2 separate regions of the Macaca mulatta genome follow, and region 2 is linked to region 1. A link is a contact called in public Hi-C data. All regions are on one chromosome and are shown on one strand. The core of a region is the stretch at or near the end of the contact, and the rest is flanking DNA. Distances in the headings are between cores, read along the strand shown. Region 1 overlaps SULF2 (sulfatase 2). Region 2 holds the start of SULF2 (sulfatase 2).

Region 1 (2,930 bases), core at 122-2,621:
AAGCGTACACGCTGAGGCCTCTGTGCCCAGTGCCTTTCTTTCACTTAGCGCCATGTGTTCCAGCTTCACCCCTGGTATCCCATGAATCCGTCCCCCTCATTCCCTGTTATTGCTGAATAGTACCCCGTTGTATGGGTATTGTCACATTTTATTTCGCCATGGCTATTTAAACTGAATACAGTAACATTATAAAGTCAGTTCTTCTGTCACACAAGCCTCATTTCACGTGCTCAGTAGGTTCGTGCATCTGGAGGCCACCGTATCGGACAGTGCAGACATTTACACGGCCACCAATGCAGAAAGTTCTGCCACACGGCGCCCTTCCAGATGGCAATGTCCTGCCACAGGCTGCAGCCCAAGTTTCACTCATTTCATTCATTCACCCGATAGCATTTATTGAGTGCCAGTGTACGTGAAATACAGCAAGCAGGGAACAAAATGACAAAAGTTTCTGCCCTAATGGAGGCAGCATGGCATGCCAAGGCAGGGACACAGACGATCCACAGATAAGCAAAAGAGATGGAGGCCGAGAAGGGCTGCGAAGAACCGTGGAGGAGAGGGCGGGCCAGGGAGTGACGGGAGGCAGGAAGGTGCAGTGACAAAGGGGACAGCCCCTGGGAACGTTAAGCGAAGACCTGAAGCAGGGGAAGGATGGGAACTGAGATCTCAAGCCCCTGCCACCCCAGGTCGGAGACAGGTCAGGCACCCGGTCCCCACTGCCCCTTGCCTCCTCGCCTGTGTTGCAGATTTACAACATGCTGGTTGAGACGGGCGAGCTGGACAACACGTACATCGTGTACACCGCCGACCACGGCTACCACATCGGCCAGTTTGGCCTGGTCAAAGGGAAATCCATGCCGTACGAGTTTGACATCAGGGTCCCGTTCTATGTGAGGGGCCCCAACGTGGAAGCTGGCTCTCTGTAAGTATGGCATCCCCCAGGGATCCAGGGGGCCCCTGGGCCCAGCTCAGGGCTGCAACCGTGCAGCCCAAACCACACCCTGGGTGGCACACAGTTCTGACAGATGAACCCCAGGGCCAACGGAAAGCAATTATGTCATGCATTTCATACCCCTCTGCTGGGGAAGGAGAGGCCAGGGCCGTGAGCACCTGTGGAAGCAGATTGATTGTGGTGTGGCTGTATGCCAGGAAATCCAGGGAGCTGGGCTGTATACGTGTGTGCGCGCACACACGCGTCACCAGCAGGTGGGAACGGCGCTTGGATTTCTGTTCCGGGCTGTATACGTGTGTGCGCGCACGCGCGCGTCACCAGCAGGTGGGAACGGCGCTTGGATTTCTGTTCTGGGCTGGGCGGCCATTGGGCCTGGAGGTTGTCAGGGAGGAATCCCGGACCTCAGCACAGGCAGCTGGTTGTCAGCCGGCATCAGCTGAGCCAGCTCCGGGCAGCAGCACAAAGGGAAATGCTTTTCCCCGCCCATCCTTCCTGGAGGACCACGTGGGCCGCAGCCCTCAGCCAGCAATTCTCCTTGGGTTAACCTTTGAGATGACACGTTCTGGCAGCGAACATGCTGCGTCTGGGGCAGGGGAGCGGACAGGCCGCTGTTCATGGCAGCAGCTTCCTTGGATCGGCTGGGATATTATGGAGACTGGCTCAAATGGGGTTTTTGAAAAGCAGATGTGTTGCTATTAAGACTCTCATTTGGTCTGACTTCTGCCCATGCCCAGATGTGGGAACACACACCCAGCACTCACACAGGGCTGGCTGCAGAATTCCTTCAGAAGAGGCAGACAGTGCAGTGTGGAATTCCAGACTGACATGTTCCCACTGCCTTGGACATTTTGCGAGAATTCCAGGAGGCAGGCTGCATGAGTTCAAGGCCAGAGAAAGTGATGACTGTCTGTTGACCTTATCAGATCATGCCCGTCTTTGGCTCTCAGCACCACCCCCCCCGGAATAAGAGCTGTAATAACGAAAGCCCACGCGTATGGAGTGTCTACTCTTCAGGGCCTGGTCTAAGAACTACATAATGATTCACTGCAGGCCGGGCCCTGTGGCTCACGCCTGTAATCCTAGCACTTTGGGAGGCCCAGGTGGGCGGATCATTTGAGGTCAAGAGTTCGAGACCAGCCTGGCCAACTTGGTGAAACCCTACCTCTACTAAAAATACAAAAATTAGCTGGACATGGTGGCATACACCTGTAATCCCAGCACCCAGGAGGCTGAGGCAGGAGAATTGCTTGAACCCGGGAGGCGGAGGTTGCAGTGAGCCGAGATCATGCCACTGCACTCCAGGCTGGGCGACAGTGAGACTCCATCTCAAAAAAAATTAATAATAATTCATTGCAGCATCACAACAGCCCTGTGACGTGGATGCACATAGTGGCCCCGTTTTACACCCAAGGCCACTGAGGCACAGAGAGGTTAAGTTGCCTGAGGTGACAGAGCAAGTAAGGGAAGGGGCTGGGGCTTGAAGCCAGGCAGTGTCTATTCCCATGTGCCACACCTGTCAGAAACCTCAAACCATCCCTGAGAACAGAAAGCATCTGACCCACTGAGGGCTCTACAAACACTGACACTGGGGGTTTGGTCAGCCTTGGCATCTGTGATCTGACTCATAGGACCCAAAACCCCATCCCACATGGTCAAGAAAAAGAGAGTGCTCATGTCAGGTTTGGGACCAAAGACACACAGTATCTGTCAGCCAGGACTCCTTTGGTTGCAAGCAGAAACGACCTTTGAACCAGATAAAGCATATAAGATAAAAAAGAACGCAGTAACTATAGTTGCTGAAAAATCCATGCACAGCTCCAGCCTCAGGCATGGCTGGATCCAGCAGTCTTACAATGCCACTGGGAAGCTCTTATTTCTTAACTCTCAATCCCGCTTCCACTGAATTGGCTTCATTCTCAGGCGGGTTTTTCTCCTTATGGCAGAGTCAGCAGCTCCAGATTTTCAGCCATCCTGTTTA
Region 2 (2,890 bases), core at 258-2,757, 110 kb before region 1:
CCAGCCCGGGCTACAGAGCAAGACTCCGTCTCAAAAAAAAAAAAAAAAAAAAACTTTTTTTTGCTGTGGAAATTTCCCCACCCCTGAAATATTCTCCAGAACCCAACATATAAAGTAGGAGGGAGGCAGATCCCATTCCTGGGCCTCCCTCCTCCACCCCAGGCCCCAGATGCACCCCCAGGGGTCTCTGAGGACCCGGTAAGAAAACTGCTTCTGCAGTGGGGCACACGTCCCAAAACCAAGGACAGCAAATGAGTTGAAATCCCACTGGCCGAGTTCTTGACTATAGGCAAGGCCCTTTATCTCTCTAAGCATCAGTTTTCTTGAAAAGATTGTCAGGAGGATTACATGAGACGACCTGGTGGAAACAGCCATTGACCGCAGAACCTGCCGGAGTTGCACTGTCCAGCATGGGAACCCTGAGCCACACGTGGCTGGTCCCAGTTGAGATGCGCTGTGAAGTTTAGATTGTACACCGGCTTACAAAACTTAGTAGGAAAAAATAATGTAAAAATATCTCATTAATAATTTTATATTAATTATATGAAGAGATCGATTTTGGATATTCTAGGTTAACTATATTATTAACATTAAAACTAATTTTACCTGCTTTTTTCAGACAGGGTCTCACTTTGTCACCTAGGTTGGAGCACAGTGGAACAATCATGGCTCACTGCAGCCTTGACCTCCCAGGCTCAAAGTGATCCTCCCACCTGAGCCTCCCGAGTAGCTGGGACCACAGGCATATGCCAATATGCCCAGCTTAATTTTTGTATTTCTTGTAAAGATGGGGTTTCACCATGTTGCCCATGCTGGTCTTGAACTCCTGAGCTCAAGTGATCCGCCCACCTTGGCCTTCCAAAATACTGGGATTACAGGCGTGAGCCACTGTGCCCCGCCCTCACCTGTTTCTTTTCACTTTCTAATGCACTACTAGAAAATTCTAAATTATATATATGTCCTTCTACAGAGATGAGGCGGAGGGAGAGGGGTCTCCATTATTTTTTGGTCTATGATGGTGAAGCCTGACATTCTGTCCCAAGGCGAAGAAGGTGGGAGCTGATCAGCCTTATCAGTGATGCCAATGGTAGGGCCAGCACCTGATTTGGAAAAGCAAGTTCAAGGTTTTTCTGATTTATTTAGGCTCTAACTTGATTGGGGTGGCTAACAGAGGTTATGGGGAGGAGCCTAGAGCCCCAAACCCAGACAGGAGATCCGATTTGAATTTCAGATTAAAAAATGAATAATTTTTTAGTACTAAGTTCCTCCCCATAGAGGTCTGTATTTGTTAAGTCTCTGACAAGTCTAGCATGGAGGATCACACCACAGAAAGGAGATGCTAGGTTGAAAAGTAAAAACATCCTAGGATTTAAGAGCATGAGCCTGGAGCTAAGGCTTCTTGGCTTCACAGGATCCACCACTTATAATTGTGCAATCTTCGGACAGTTACTAAACCTCTCTTGGTTTCCATGGTAAAACGGGCATAGTAACTTACTGTATGAGATTGTCACAAGGTTTAATAAGTTACTGCTGCTTACAAGTGCTTTCCTACAGCGGCGTCTGTTTCCCCTTAGCAAGCAACTCGGCTGTGTGTTCTGCAGCTGCTGGTGGGTTCTCTGCTCGCTCTTTGCCCACCCGCGTCAGGCCGGTCCCCCTCCGGCCTCTTCTGTGGCGCGAGGGACAGCGGAAACCGCGGTAGACAGCACCCCCTTGAGTCGAATTCCTCCCCTTTCGGAAGAAGCCGGTTTCTCTTTTCTTTGCTACTCCCGGGCCATTTCTGGGCAACAGCTGCTATTTTCACTTGAGCCCAAGTTAGTTTCTCGGGGAGCTCTGGGGCGCGCACGGGCAGCTCGGTTTGCCCTGCGATTGAGCCGCGGGGTCGCGGCCGGCGCCGGCCTCTCCAATGGCAAATGTGTGCGGTTGGAGGCGAGCGCGAGGCTTTCAGCAAAGGCAGTCGAGTGTTTGCAGACCGGGGCGAGTTCTGTGAAAGCAGATAAAAGAAAACATTTATTAACGTGTCATTACGAGGGGAGCGCCCGGTCGGGGCTGTCGCACGCCCCGCGAAACACTTGGCTCCCTCCAGCTCCGAGAGAGGAGAAGAAAGCAGAAAAGAGGCAGATTCACGTCGTTTCCAGCCAAGTGGACCTGATCGATGGCCCTCCTGAATTTATCACGATATTTGATTTATTAGCGATGCCCCCTGGTTTGTGTGTTACACACACACACGCACACACGGCTCTGGCTCGCTTCCCTCCCTCGTTTCCAGCTCCTGGGCGAATCCCACATCTGTTTCAACTCTCCACCGAGGGCAAGCGGGAGCGAGAGTGTGTCGGGTGAGTGTGCGTCTGTGTTTCCCGGCGAGGGTGCGCGCTCGGCGCCGGGAGCGCGGCCAGCCGGGTCCGGAGGCATCCAGAGGCCGAGAGCCGCCGGGACCCCAGCTCTGCGTCCACTGCCCCGTCCGGAGCTGGACTTCGGGGCCGGGGCCGGGGCCGTGCGCCGGGGACAGGCAGAGCCGGGTCGCGGGCCGCGCGTCCCCCGAGCCGGAGGTAAAAGCGCTCGCGCGCGGAGGGCTAGAGGAGGGCACCTTGGCTGGGCCCCCCGCGCCCCGGGCCCCCGCCGTCCGCTGCTCCCGGCCCGACGCTCCCCGCCCCGAAGCGCGCCCGCCTTCCCTGCGCGGAGGCCGGCGGGCAGGGGGCGGCAGCGCCGTGCCAAGGGGCTGGCTGGGGCAGCGCGGCCGGCCGGGCTGGGGCGATTTAAGAGCGGTTCGGGCGGGGCGCGGAGCCGGACTTTGGCTTGGGCAGCGCGCGGGGCGGGGGCCGGGGGCGGCGGCGGCAGCGGCGGCGGCGCTGGGGGGCGGGGAGGAGGCAGGAGGAGGAGCAGCCGCGCTCGC

Evidence for each region. A called contact is a pair of places that touch in the nucleus more often than the background predicts.
Region 2: a contact with region 1 is called in a Hi-C map of fetal cortex germinal zone, with 4 times the contacts expected there. The contact joins the promoter of SULF2 here to the enhancer-like site in region 1. A contact is called at or near these places in 4 of 14 Hi-C or Micro-C datasets (cortical neurons, fetal cortex germinal zone, fetal cortical plate and 1 more).

Annotation. Positions count from the first base shown.
Region 1 is chr10:100,502,967-100,505,896 of T2T-MMU8v2.0, reverse strand. It overlaps SULF2 (sulfatase 2), which reads left to right. Exons shown (of 20, transcript XM_028828493.2): 7 at 747-922. Among named protein-coding and RNA genes, the nearest start is that of SULF2, 110 kb to the left of the region's middle. Within about 2 kb of position 1,371, at least 10 of the 40 cell types and tissues checked have an H3K27ac peak or open chromatin away from gene starts, as enhancers often do. A contact at or near this core is called in fetal cortex germinal zone, where this site is marked.
Region 2 is chr10:100,608,592-100,611,481 of T2T-MMU8v2.0, reverse strand. SULF2 (sulfatase 2) reads left to right here and starts at 1,507. Exons shown (of 20, transcript XM_028828493.2): 1 at 1,507-2,333. The coding sequence starts at 2,194.